Linked DNA regions of Mus musculus: region 2 is linked to region 1. Evidence: chromatin contacts called from public Micro-C data. All regions are on one chromosome and are shown on one strand. Each heading gives the region's core, a stretch centred on a gene start, on an enhancer-like site or on the middle of the called end of the contact. The rest is flanking DNA. Distances are from core to core; before and after follow the strand shown. Region 1 holds the start of Ube2ql1 (ubiquitin-conjugating enzyme E2Q family-like 1). Region 2 holds the start of Irx1 (Iroquois homeobox 1).

The links. A called contact is a pair of places that touch in the nucleus more often than the background predicts.
Region 2: a contact with region 1 is called in a Micro-C map of embryonic stem cells, with 9 times the contacts expected there. The contact joins the promoter of Irx1 here to the promoter of Ube2ql1 in region 1. A contact is called at or near these places in 1 of 39 promoter capture datasets (embryonic stem cells), 3 of 484 Hi-C or Micro-C datasets (all in embryonic stem cells) and 1 of 115 datasets of contacts at active chromatin or transcription factors (embryonic stem cells).

The regions. Positions count from the first base shown.
Region 1 is chr13:69,737,184-69,743,778 of GRCm38.p6, forward strand. It overlaps Ube2ql1 (ubiquitin-conjugating enzyme E2Q family-like 1), which reads right to left and starts at 2,714. Exons shown (of 2, transcript NM_001145162.1): 1 at 1,375-2,714. The coding sequence starts at 2,157.
Region 2 is chr13:71,961,214-71,967,808 of GRCm38.p6, forward strand. Irx1 (Iroquois homeobox 1) reads right to left here and starts at 2,510. Exons shown (of 4, transcript NM_010573.2): 1 at 2,000-2,510. The coding sequence starts at 2,275.

The sequences.
Region 1 (6,595 bases), core at 1,464-3,963:
GGGGCAGAGGCAGGCACCGGGAAAGAAATGATTGCTTCTGATAAGCTGACTGTAGAAAGCACACGTGGAGGTCATTGGGGGGTGTTTTTAAAGAAAATGAGAATTCTCTGTAACTATGGAAGATGCCCCTGCCAGATAGCAATGGGATTTGATAAAAAGACGCTGTAAGGGTCAACTTTAGGAAATGCCCGCTGCAGATTTGAATGTGGCCAACAGCATATCACATGAGAGAACAAAACCATCTTGCCCTTCCTTCCCTGCACCCGGGTGGGAGGCATATCTCAGAAAATCGATTTCCCCTGTAAGTCTGGGGGTTGCTTGTCTGTGAGGAAGCCCTGTGGTGCAATAGCTGAGAATGCTCAGGTGACCTGCTCAGCACTCCTGTCTGTGCTTGGTTGAATCTTTAGCTTTGAAACTCCCTCCCCCCAACCCCAATAGGGGGGCCACAGGAAGCAAAGAAAAGCAGCAAGGTCTGAAAGACACAGCGGCTCACCATCTGTCCCAGAAATGTTCCTTGAAGGGGCAAGTACTAGGCTGGGAGGGGGGCTGGCCGCAGCAGCTTTCCCTGGATGGAGTCTGGCCTGATCTAACCACCAGGAAGGACTCAAACAGACTTCTGCCTGGATAGAGCTTTCCGTGAGAACTTTCACCTTTACAAGGATGGCTGCTGGAACGGGGGTGGGGGGGGATGATGGGGCGAGGGAGAGCTTAGCAGCAGGCAGCTGCCTTGGTCTAAACAGAGCCCACCTGAGAGGTTTGAAGAAGAGCCCCCCCTCCCCGCGCCGCCCCGCTGTGTGTGTGTGTGTGTGTGTGTGTGTGTGTGTGTGTGTGTGTGCGCGCGCGCGTGCTCACGTGTGTGTCTGAGTGTGATGTACTGGGCTGGACACTTAGATTCTGGGCTTCAGGAAAAGTTCACACCTTCGAGACAATTACACTGACTAGAGAACACCTAAGCAGACTGGAGAGGAGAGGTGGAGCGGGGCAGGAAAAGTATGGGAGACTTTAGGAGGGTGGAAAAGGGGAAAAGGAGGGCTAGGAGAGGGGTTGGAGGGAAGAAGGACCGAAGGTTAACCTGAAGCAAAGTAGAAGAAAGGGAGAGAGGACCTGGGAGAAAGCAAGAGAACTGACAACCGGAGAGCACCGCGGTTCTAGTAGAATCAGTGTCAGGTATAGAGACCAGGTACAGAAACAGGCAGGGAGAAATCCTTTACGAAAAGAAGCGGAGGAGGTGGGGCGAAGCGTCCCTGGCAGGCTTGTTCGGGAGGATCTGGGCCAGTTCTCACCTACGCCTAGAGGGGTCAAACATCGCTTTCCATCTCAGGCCTAGCCTCGAACTCCCCACCCAACCCGGGCCTCTGCTCCTGGCCGTCTTACCTGGCCCTTGACCAGGCTGGCAGCAAACTGGCGCATGACGGCCTCCACCGTGTAGGCGCTGGACCAGCCGCGCGGCGTGAGCAGCTCCATGCAGATGGCGCCTCCGTCCAGCACGTAGCCGTTCTCCAGTCGCGGGCTGAGCACCCGCATGAAGGGCGGCGAGAAGGGGAAGTTATCGGGGAAGGTGAGGTTGAGCAGGATGAACTCTGTGTTGGTCTCCTTCATGTCCTGCCACAGCACCGAGTCCTTGTCCACCTGGTGCAGCTTCACGTTCCAGTCGAAGAGGTTCTCGTTTACCAGCTCCACCGAGATGAAGCGGTCGCTGAGGCGCGCGATGTCCTGGAGCTCCTTCATGAGCCGCCGGCTGCGCACCTGTGTGCAGTGCTGCTGGCGCGCCGCGGGCACTAGGCTGCCGCCCGCCGCCGCCGCGGCCACCGCGGGGCCCGGCCCCGCCCTGGCGCCCGCCGCCCGCTCCCGGGGGCCCCCGGCGCCCGCCGCCCCCGCCGCCCCCGCGGCTGGCTGCGGCTGCTTGTCGCGCGCGGCCAGTTCCGCCGCGCGCTTACTCTTGCCCTTGCCGGGCCCCGGGCTGGCGTCGCCTGAGCCCCCGGGGTGCTGCTGTTGCTGCTGCTGCTTGTGGCCGCTGCTCTTACCACCACCTTTGCCGCGCAGCGATGCGCTCTGCTGGCCGCCGCCTCCGCCACGGTGGTTGTGGTGGTGCTTGGGGTCCTCGGTGTCCCGGTTGTGCAGGCGAATGAGCCCGATTTTACGGAGCAGCGTGGCCATCTTAGGCTCGGCTCTGGCGAGGGGCTTGCCGGGGCTCCTGTTCCCCGAGCCGGATAGCTGGGACGCACGGGGCTTGTGGGGGGGAGGCAGACGACCGCTTAGTGGGGCGCGGCGAGGGCCACCTTAGGAGCCGGCGGCCGTGGCGCAGCGGAGCGGGCAGTACCAGCGCTCGCTGGCCGCCTTGTCGCCGCTGTCATATGACGGGTCTTCTCGGGCAAGGGCTCCGGTAGCCCAGGGAGGGGAGGCGTGGAGACGCGGCTCAGCTGCTGTTCCTGGCCGGTCCCTGGGCGCAGTCCCCGGACGCCGGGTGTCCGTGGTCCTTTGTGCGCGGCCGCAGACCCGCTGGTCCCGAGTCTAAGAGCTGCACCGCGGCGCGCACAACCGCCCGCGGTGCCCCGGAGACAGCGAGGTGGCCGTGGAGTCGCGCTGTGCGCCTGCCGGGCCGTGCTGCGCTGGCGGCTACCGCGGGGCCCGGGCCACTGCCGCTCTCGTTGCCGCCGCCGCTGCGGCTGCTGACATTGCAGAGGCGGCTGCTCCGTCTGAGCCGAGCCCGGCGCGGAGGGGGCGGCACTGCCGGCCGGGAGGGGGAGCGCGGGGCGGAGCCGCGGGCTTGACTGCACCGAGCCACCCCCGCCGCCAGGTTCCTGCGGCGACACACGCACGGCCGCTGGGGGGAGACAGCGGTACGCGCCCGCACCATTTTCTCCTGGCTGCGTGCTAGCTGCGTGCGCTGGGGAGCCAGGGGAGGGCTGGCCTGAGCGTGCTAATAGGGTCTCTCAGAATCACTGCATTCTTTGGGACCCTAAAACCTGAATGCTGTGTTTGAGGTCCGGGCCTTATATCCCATTTAACCTCCTTAGGACAACCAGAGGGAAAAGGTGGAAATCAACCTCTTTATTAATCCTTCTAACCAGAGGTATGAGCCCAATGTTTCTACGCAACACTTCTGGGCGGTGGGAGCCTAGAATGACAGAAGGAACACGTAAGGACTTTAAAGTCAGGGCGGAAAGCGGGATGAAAGGGTAGATCTACTGCAAACTTAAAGAACAGCCCGTTCAAAGTCACGACTAAAAGCAAACCTTTAGCCAATCCACTCAGCCCTCACTGGTTTGCTCCTTCCACCCCATCCCCTGCCTGCTGGCCGCAGCGTTTCGGCTTTCCATGGCCAGGCTGTGCGTGGTGGCTGCTTTCCAAAATGCAGCGGAGAATAACACCAGACGCCTTCTCTGGCGCTGACCGGTGCTAAGAGCGGGAAAGGACTTTCCGAGCAGCAACCCCCGTTGGCCACCCCCTCCCCGCCCCCCAGGGCTGCTCTCCTGAGTGAGGGACCTCCACAATACTCAAATGAGGGAGAGATCCGCCTTCCGCCTGCAGATTCACAGTCCACCCTGCCTTTCCTTCTTCCTTCAGCCTGTGGAAACTCACTTAAAAATCTGGTGAAAATTCCAACTAAAATCTATTTCAGATTAGCTCGAACTGTGACGGTTCCGGTGTGCAGCGTGTGGCCCAATGGCGTAGGCGAAACCAATCCCTCAAGAACAACGAATATTATCCCGCTGCCATCCTAACTGGCGTCAGAGCCTACTGCCTCTGCTGGTGTGTGGATGGGGGGAAGAGAGGGGAGGGGAAGCAGCTCAGCTCTTCAGGACAGGCGTTCCTTCTAGATGACAGCCCCTTGCCTTTCTGCCCCTCACATCTTTTACCAAATTTTGAGTTTTCACTGTGGAAAATAACTGGTGATGTCGCTGTGAAGACACAGACCTGGGTTTGGAGATTCAGATTTGGGGATAGATGTGTAATGGGGGAGCCAGGCTAGCTGGTGTAGATGAGGAGTAGAAGGTTCACACCCACCCAACATTGCACCTGGGAGAGGGTGGTTCTCCAGAGAGCCTGTCAATCCTTTGACTTTCAACAGGACCCACAGGGTGATTTGGACTAAGAACAACACAGACTATTTGGTGGAATCTGAGGGAAGCTGAATCAAGGTCTGTTTGTCCTGGGCTCCTGATTGCTTTGTTTAACACTGCATTCCACGGTAGCCTTCTCCTCCTCTTCTTCCTTCTCTTCCTCTTCCTCCTCCTCCTTACCATCATCATCATCATTTTCTTCTTCATCCTCCTCCTCTTCTTTCTCCTCCTCTTCTTCCTGCCTTCTCCTTCATCACCATCACCATCACCACCACCATCTTCCTCATCCTCATCTTCACTAGGGAAGGGCAAAAGGGTAGATCTGCCTGCAGTGTCCCAAGAGTTCCTTTAAGCATGCTGGCTGCATAAAGAAGGTGAAAAGGAGACACAGAGAGGGCTGGCAGATGTCTGTATCAACTACTTTTCTCATTGCTCTGACAAAATGTCTGACAGAGGCAACATAAGGAAGATGTGCTGGTTAATTTGTGTCAACTTGTCACAAGCTAGAGCCATCAGAGAGGAGAGAGCTTCAATTGAGAAAAAAAGTCTCAGTTAAGTAGGGCTATAGGCAAGCCCTAGGGCATTTTCTTAGTGAATGATGGGAGAAAAGCCAGTTAATGGTGGTTGGAGCCATTCCTGAGCTGGAGGTCATGCCTTCTATAAGAAAGCAGGTTAAGCAAGCCACAATGAGCAAGCCCATAAGCAGCATCCCTCCATGGTCTCTGCATCTGCTCCCACCTCCAGGTTTTTCTGCCTTGCATGAGTTCCTGCCCTCGCTGATTTTTGCCAATGAACTATTACATGGAAGTTACACAGAAATAAACCATTTCCACCACGACATGCTTTTGGTCTTGGTATTTTTGTCACAGCGACAGTAACCCTAACTAAGACAGAAGGAAAAGTTTGTTTTAGCCACAGTTTGAATGGATCATGGTGTGGAATGTGTGGTGGGGGAACCTTGAGGAAGGTGGTCGCACTGCATTCAAGGTCAGGAAGCAAAGATGAATGTTGACATTCAGTTTGTTCTCTGCTGTCTTTATCCGGTCAGGAACCCAGGTTGATGGCACGATGCCACCCACATTCAGGGTTGGTCTTCTATGCTCTGTTAATCCTTTCTGGAAATGCCCTTATCAACATGGCCAGAAGTGTGTTTCCATGGTGATTTTGAATCACACCAAGTTGATAATCAATATTAATTATTACACAGTCTATGCCTTATGATTTAGCATCTGTGGAAGCCCTTCCAAGTTTTACTTCTTATTGGCAAAAAGCCCCCAAGTCCTAAAGAGACCTAGCTACAAGTGCCACACTACTATATGCTAAGAGGGATGGCCTAGCTAGGACTCATATCATGGGGATGCTATCCTCAGGCTCCCAGACTTGTTGTTGACCAGCTGGCCTGAGACTGATTCACTGTGCCTTAGTCCCAGCAGAGGAGATGAGAAAGCCTGGTTGAGTGCAATTTCCCTAACCTCTAAAGCAGAGAACTTGAGCAGTGATCGTCCATTCCCCTAGAACAGGATTGCTCTTGGAAATCCTAGACAGTGTTGATTTGCATCTGTGTCTGGGCTCACTTATCACTAGGGTGATTGCTTCATGGATATGGTATGTATTCCTCAACATTCTTATTTAGGAGCCATGGGTCTTTAAAAAAAATGGTTTAACGGGACATTATTATTGGTACTCTTCGGTCTTTGGCTCCCTCTATAAGCACCCACAGTGGAAGGCCATCCACCATGATGGACCCAGTCAGTCAGAGCTTTTGAAAGAGCTGGTGGCCTGCTGTTTCAATTTTCAGCCTGCACAATGGGGTGCAAGCCAACCTCTTTTCTTTACAGATGAGCCAGGAGTTTCATAGTAGCAACAGAAAACAGAGTGATGCAGCATTTATAGAACTTGTCTGTTTGTATACACTGTTAGAGAGTGGACTGTTAAGAACTCATGCAGACGCTCTCGGACAAGAGGCCCAAACAGGACTGTCTTCCTCACAGACACCATGGTTAGTCATGTGTCATCTGCCTCACTTACAGAATCCAGGACCAATTCTATACAAGGCTAAAGTCGGGGGCTAGAGAGAATGCTCAGTAGTTAAAGGCACATGCTGATCTTCCAGAGGACCTGAGTTTGATTCCCTGCACCCAGGTTAGTGTTTCATAACCACTTGTAACTTTAGCTCCAGAGTACCTAACACACTCTTCTGGCCTTCACAGGCCCTTGCACTGATACACCTAATGTACACACACATACTATTCAAAATCAAGTAAAGTCTTTTAAAAATAGCTAAAATAAAATGTTATTTAAAATGCTAGTTTAACAACATAAAACAAAACACAACTAAAATTTGTGTACAGACTGGTTTGTGTGTCAACTTGACACTGTAAGACCCCCTTTCGGGGACTCCCATTCTAGTCTCAGGAGTGAGAGAGCACCCAAAGAAACACGAGGACCCATCTTGCTGTAATTACATGAGGTCGTTTAATTACGGAGCTCTGAACCGACATGCATTTTACACAGGAGATAACGGATGTCAG
Region 2 (6,595 bases), core at 1,260-3,759, 2.2 Mb after region 1:
TAAAACACAGCAAGTCAAATTATCCCATCAGGTTTTTGGTAAATAACATTTTATCTTTCTAACAGCCTCGTTAGGCCTCATTATTACCATAAATTGCCCAGACAGACATTCACTCACAATTTTATCTTTTGGGTTCCAAATACTGGATCATAAAAGATTGGAAAGCTAGGCCTCAGCTGAGGGTTTGGATTTAGGCTTACTTTCCAAGAACCCGGTAGGAGACCTGGAGGTAACACAAACACCTTAGGGGACGAATTTTATTTTCCTTTTAGTTTAAAGAGAAAACAAAATTAAACAACAACAAAAACCTCCTGTGGACCTTCCCTACCTCACTACAATGGGAGCAGACCCCTCCCCCACAAGCACACAGGCAGGATTCCCAAATGGCTCACATCTGTATTCAAATTTTTAGTTAAAAAAATCCTCGCGAAAATAATAACTAAATCACCCTCCATCTTCAATTTTTAAAAGGATACAGTTACCAGGTTAGCAAAAAAAAAAAAAAAAAAAAAAAAAAAAGAAGTCGGAACCCTAAAAAAGTTACTAAAAGCTTATTTCTTTGGCTAATTAGTTTAGCGATCGAGGCCGCGCCTAAGAGGCTTCTTTGGCCCGAATTCGTTTGTGCCTCGCCATTGTAAAATGTACATTTCGTTTTTCAAGATTATTTTAGTTGTAATCGTAAAGTAGAAATTCGGCCTCGTCTCTGCTGGGAATTGTTTTTGAAAGGGCACCTTGTAAATCTCTCATCGCTCCCGGGGCATATTGGCTGTCCGAACAAAATGGGGGTTGATCTTCCTGGTTGGGAAGCATCCGAAAGGCAACTGGCTGGCCGGACCACTGAGAAATAGGCTTTCTTTCTAAACTACAAGAAAAGTTCGGAAAATCGCGCTAGCCGCTTTGCTTCTGCACAGTTGGAGGCCAACCTTTTAAAGGAGTCTGGTCTGGTCTGTTTTGCCAGAGACTGGATAATTCAGGGTTCTTGGAAATTGCTCTATCCAGAAGATAGCAGGGCAGCAGGGGGCTGCCTTCCAAAAACCAGTGCCCGCCTCGCAATTTGCTAGCGGCCTCAAGTTTAAGCAGCCCGACCTTTCCGTTAAACCAAGGAAAAGTGATCATTCGGAAGGACAGACAGGCCAATACTCCTGTGGAGAATTAAATTTAAACACACACCCCCATCTGACACCCACTGGGACAGGAGATCGGAGAGCACCATTTATTTTAAGCTCTGGGACACTGTTCCTTTAACTCTCCCTTATGTAACACGGGAAGAAAAGTGCTTTTCTTTCGGCTCAAATGAAAAGTTTGGCAACTTACGAAAGTAAAGGCAAACACCGTTTCGGAAGCCAGAATTTATGTCAACTTAGTATTTCTTAGCCCCGATTCCTATGGTCCCTACACACTCCATTAAGAGACCTCTCTGCTCTGCTGATGTCTATTGTTTGTTGGGATGTTTTTGATCGACTCCGCTAGGTTTAACCGGTTCCTTTTGGCAAAGTCTAGGGCAACTATCTCTGCTCTGCCAAAGAGGGAGAAGGAAGGTCTTCTGGGCCCAAGGGAAAGCTCTTGCGGCGCTCAGGCGAGGCCGGCCGCCAGGTTAGGGCAGTGTTAGTAAAGCGGCCCTGGCTGAGGGGGCCCGGCGGGCCTGCCCTGTCGCACTGGAGGAGCCTGGCGGTTTTGCCCGGGACCTCCAGAGCCTGCCGCGGTCTCAGGCCTTCTCTGGAGGCTTCTCTCCACTAGCGCGCAACCCGCTTTTCGACTCCGGTCTCCAACCTCCCAAGACCACAGTGGTCACTGCCTGGGCCTCTGGGCACTCCCGAGTCCCCAGGGAAAGAGGTCTCCGCCACCGGATTCCCTCTGCAGGACCCTTCTCGTTCCTTTCCCAGACACTGCCTGCGGATCCTCTGTTTCTCTGTTGGGCCAGCCGCTCCCGATGTCCCCAGGCGCGGTGATCTCCCGTGGGTGCGGGCCAGGAGGACGCGCGGGAGGCGGGAGCACTCACCATCTGCGAGAAGAGGCTGAGGTCCGCGGCATAGGGCAAGAAGGCGCTGTAGTTGGGTGCGCCCGCGTACGGTCCCGCCGCGGCATACATGCCTAGCACCGAGGTGACCGCGGCCGCTCCCGCGCCCGCTCCCAGCTCCGCAGTCCCGGGACGGCCCGACGAGGCGGCGGCCGCAGCAGCCGCGGCCGCAGCCAGCACCCCAGGGCGCTCTCCACCATAGGCGCCCGGGCCCGCGGCGCTTAGGTATTGCGGGTAGCCCAGCTGCGGGAAGGACATGTCCGCGGGCTCGGTGGTGGCGGAGGGCAACACTAACTGCGCGGGCAAGAAGACCGGCTGGCGATCCGAGGAGGCGCGACTCGGGGGCTGCGGGCCGCGGGCCGGGCGCGCTCCGGCCGGCCCGGGGGCGGGGGCCGCTCGCTGTTCCTCGGCCCAGTGCTCGCTGGCGGCGCCCGGCTCCCGGCTGCGCCCGTATCCGAGATCGCGCGCCGACTGCGGCGGCCGCCCTCCGCTCGGCGGCGGGGCTCTCAGACACAATTTGAAGTTGATGCTTTGATTGGCATCCCCTTGAGCACAGGCCCCGCCCCTGGCTCCCCTCCCGCCCCCTCCCTGCCTCCAGCCCGCCCTCGCTGGCCGCTCCCGCCCCTCACGGCGAGCACGTGGTGCCCCGCGCCCGCCGGGCCACCTCCTCCTCCGGTGGGCGCGCACGGCCCGTCTGCTGGTGTGGGTCCGGAGGCCGCAGGCTCCTTCCCAACCAGCCCCCGCGGCTTTTGACAACCTGTCGACACCGGTTTACAGCTGTCTGACACCCGGTTTTGCAACGGAGATCTGTTCCCCCATCCCCTTTTAACAAAAGCAACTCGGGGATTGCGTTTCTACAGCTGGGGTGGCAGGGAAAGAGGCCTGGGGCCAGGGGACAGTCTATAGCGAACAGCCTTTCCTCTGTGGCTGGCTCTGCAGCACCTCCATGGGACATATTTGGCTGAAGTGTTCAGATAAATCTACGCGTGGCTTGACACCTCGGATACAGGGTGCGTCGTCTCTCTGGCCCCACTTGGTATCAACAGATACTCTGGAAATTGCTGCCCCCCCCCCCTTGCACTTGGAGAATCGGGTTGTGGCCGGCCGCGCTCTGTCAGCTTCTCCAAATATAAAAACTTTTAAAATGGGCAAGCCAGCTGAGAGGTCGCTGCCTAGCGGAGGAGAGCTCCTAGAGGGTGGGGGAAAGAATTGTAGGAGGGGAAGGACCTTCGCAAGGTAAAAGAACTGGCAAATCTTGCCCACAGTCATCTACCACCCTCTTCCAGTTTGGGAGAAGCCTGAAAGGCCTGGGCTCCTGCGTTTGTCCACTAGGTGTGCAGACGCGGAGAGTCAACACGAGTGGAGCTCAGGTACCTGAGGTGGCGCTGCGACTAGCCAGTCCAACAGGACAGGACAGCCGCCAGTCCCCTGTCTTTGAGTCTCCCACGACACCCCCCCCCCCCATCCCCGCCCAATTCCTATCTCAAACGCTGGGAAAATAAGAACCAGGCAATTTGAAAGCCAGGGGCCTGGCTGCTCTGTTCTCAGGGCAGACTTGAAATGCTCATTCCTCTCTCCTCTCTCAATCAGTGCGGCTGACCAGAGAAAGATGCTTCTGCTCATGGTGCCCTAGATTGGTATTGGAAGTGCAGAACCAAAATGTCCAGAGACTCCTAGTGCCTCGTTTCTTGCTGCTGTCTATAATGTGGCAGAGGCTTGAGTGTGTCACATCACACGGTGCTGGTGGAGCTTCACCTTCAGGGTCTAATTTCAGACTCAGAGAATTAAGGGGTACAGTGACAGGTTTGACAGAGAGCCCCAACATGCATACTGGAATGCTGCTGTCCAGGGCCATTGGGACCCTGGACACCAGCTAAGGCACACTTGCTTGCCTGGTGTCTCCTGCAACATCAGGAAGTCCTCACTTATAGGTCTTGAAATCAGATACTAAACCTTGCCTGTAATTAGGCACAATACAGCTCTTAAAAGTAGTTACTAATTACTAGTGGGAAAATCAGGTAATCTTCATTTTCTCTGCTCTGGGTTGGATCTTCTCACTTAATCAGGCTGTTTCCTCCATCTGACCCTGCCTACTTCATGACCCCAACACCCCTTGGAATGTCAGGACCTGCTTTCCTGCTTGGATTTAGTCTGGAGGGTACCCCAAGGGAACCCCCAGAGTTCTAGCTTCTGAAGCTCCTAATTGTGACCTCTTCTTGGTTCCCAGCTATTCAGTCATCTTGTAACCAGAATCTTGGGACCCTTATCTTACATCCTCCAAACAAACAAACCACTGCAGGGAAGTTCTGGAGAAGAGCGGTCTGACCATTGTTCTGGCTCAGTGAACCCAGGACTCACTTCAGATGACAGGTAAATTCAGGAAAGATAAGCCCTGAGCTGTTACCTCAGAGAAGGAGGGAGGAAGTCAGTCCAAATACATCTCCCTACCAGTATGTAGTGGCAGAGGGGTTACCGCTTGTCATTACTCCCACAACTGTCTGCTTGAGTTGCAGGTGTTGGGCCTCCTGCCTTAGGTCTATTAGACTTATTTGGAAAGGGTTTGGGAAAGAATTGAGAATTGGGGACACTTTGTCCTCACACCCACTGGCCCACCATTGCTACTTCTCGCTCTATGTAGGTCTCCTGCACCAAAGACAGGAAATGGGTGGAAACTGCAAGATAATTCCAGAGGATCCAGCTGGGCAATTTTGGTAACTTCCCTTGAGGACTGGGTAGCAGCAAGGGTGTGGACTCAGTTGGGGAGGTGTGGGCAAGTTGGCTGTTCTTTGCCACACATCAGGGATGCAAGAAAGATACCTGAGCTTAAACCCAGTTCTGGAAGGTGCTAGCGGAGACTATGGGTCCTTCTCTCTTTCTCAGTGGCTCCTAACCCCAAGCTTGAACCTCTAGGGGTGGGGAGCAACAGGGAGGTGTAGAGAGCAATGTGAGGAACAAAGGAGAGTCATAAAATGACCCACAAACCTGCAGCTGGTGGGGATACCCTAGCAGAAGCAGAAACTCCTGTCTCTAACTGCTGAGAAGCAGCCCCTTTGCCCAATATTTAACATACAGTGAAAACTTGGGATCAAGATGTTGATGGCTCCTGTAATATGCCAGAAGAAGTGATCCAGGTCTGTCTGGAAACTCTATAGGAGTCTTGAGTTAACAACCTTGTGGGGGGGGGGGCACACTTCATTGCCAGTTTTGGACAGAGTGGAGCAATACAGAATAAGGAGTCCTCTGTGAAGGTCATGGAGTTTGCTTACCCACACCACCATAACCCATGGATCCCTCCACCAGGAATATCTTCTGAACCATAAGCAGCCTTCCCTGCATGGGGATAGTGAGAGACTCTGCCAAGAGAGTATTTCCTAGGAGTCAACCCAGGGACTGTCAAGGAAAAGCAAGCAGTAGAAATTCAGACCTAGGAATCTGTAAAAGGTGGGCCAAGCCTCTACCTAGTGGACTCCCTGGTCAGGTCTGGTAGCCCCAAAGCTGTGAAACAAGCACAAAGCTAAGGACTGCTGGGACTCTCTGGCAGGTCAACTGAACTTGGGCTCCACCCTTTTGAGGCAGAAGTGAATGTTTGTGGAACAAGGAGGAGAAGATGGGCACTCACTGGGGAAGAGGGAGTGAGGGTGGGAGCTCTTAAGGTTTACCCCAGGATCAAGTTGGTTTTTAAGGGGATCTTAAGGTATGACGGAAGCTTGTTCTTTGGGGACACTTTTCTACAGGAGAGAACGTTGGGTTTTAGTGCTGCCTTCCCAGAGTCTTATTGTTGGTGGGTAGTCTCTGCTTCCTCTCACTGCCCTTCTCACAGGGATTTAATTAGTTAAGGTTGCTATCAGTCAAGCTAGCTTACAATTTTGTTTCTTCAAAAATCACCACCCACTGATTGCCAGAGCATGCTGTGGGGGGGCACTGCCAGGGTCTGAAATTATTTTAGGAATATCTAGGTGGTGGCTTCATTATCAGAGCAGAAAAGCCCCTAGGGTGCAACTAAGGGGAATAGGTCTCTAGGGATGGGGACAGCAGCGCCCGAGCCTGGGCTAACCTGGCCAAAGCTACAGGGACTTCCACAGGACTTGTGTCCCTGATTTACATCTCTTGTTAAGTATATTTAGGACTTTGCAACTTTCTCCAGTAGGGCCAGATTACAGCCCAGCCTGCTGCCATCCTCAGGCAACTATCTATTGGTCCCCAGTGTATCAAATGCTGAGAATCACAAGAGAGATTGTAGCTGCAACCTTAACCCTCCTGGTGGCATCTCAGTGGTCTAGGGTCCTCTAAGCCGGGTCTCCTACTGTGCCTTGCAGCACCAAGCCAGGGCTCCTAAGAGAAGCTGGAGATTTTCATAACAGCAAGCGAGAATCGCACACAGCTGTGGCACTCAGCGAGTTCCCAGATAGGTTGAGAGCTGCTGAGAACTGTGGCAGGAGACTCAGCAGGAGACGGTGGCCACACCTACGAAGTAAACAAGTAAACGGGTCAAGTTTGCACCACTGACTCGTGGAAACCTTGAAGGAAATGCTGAAAAGAAAGGACTCATGGATCGCTCCCCACCTGAGGAGGAAACCC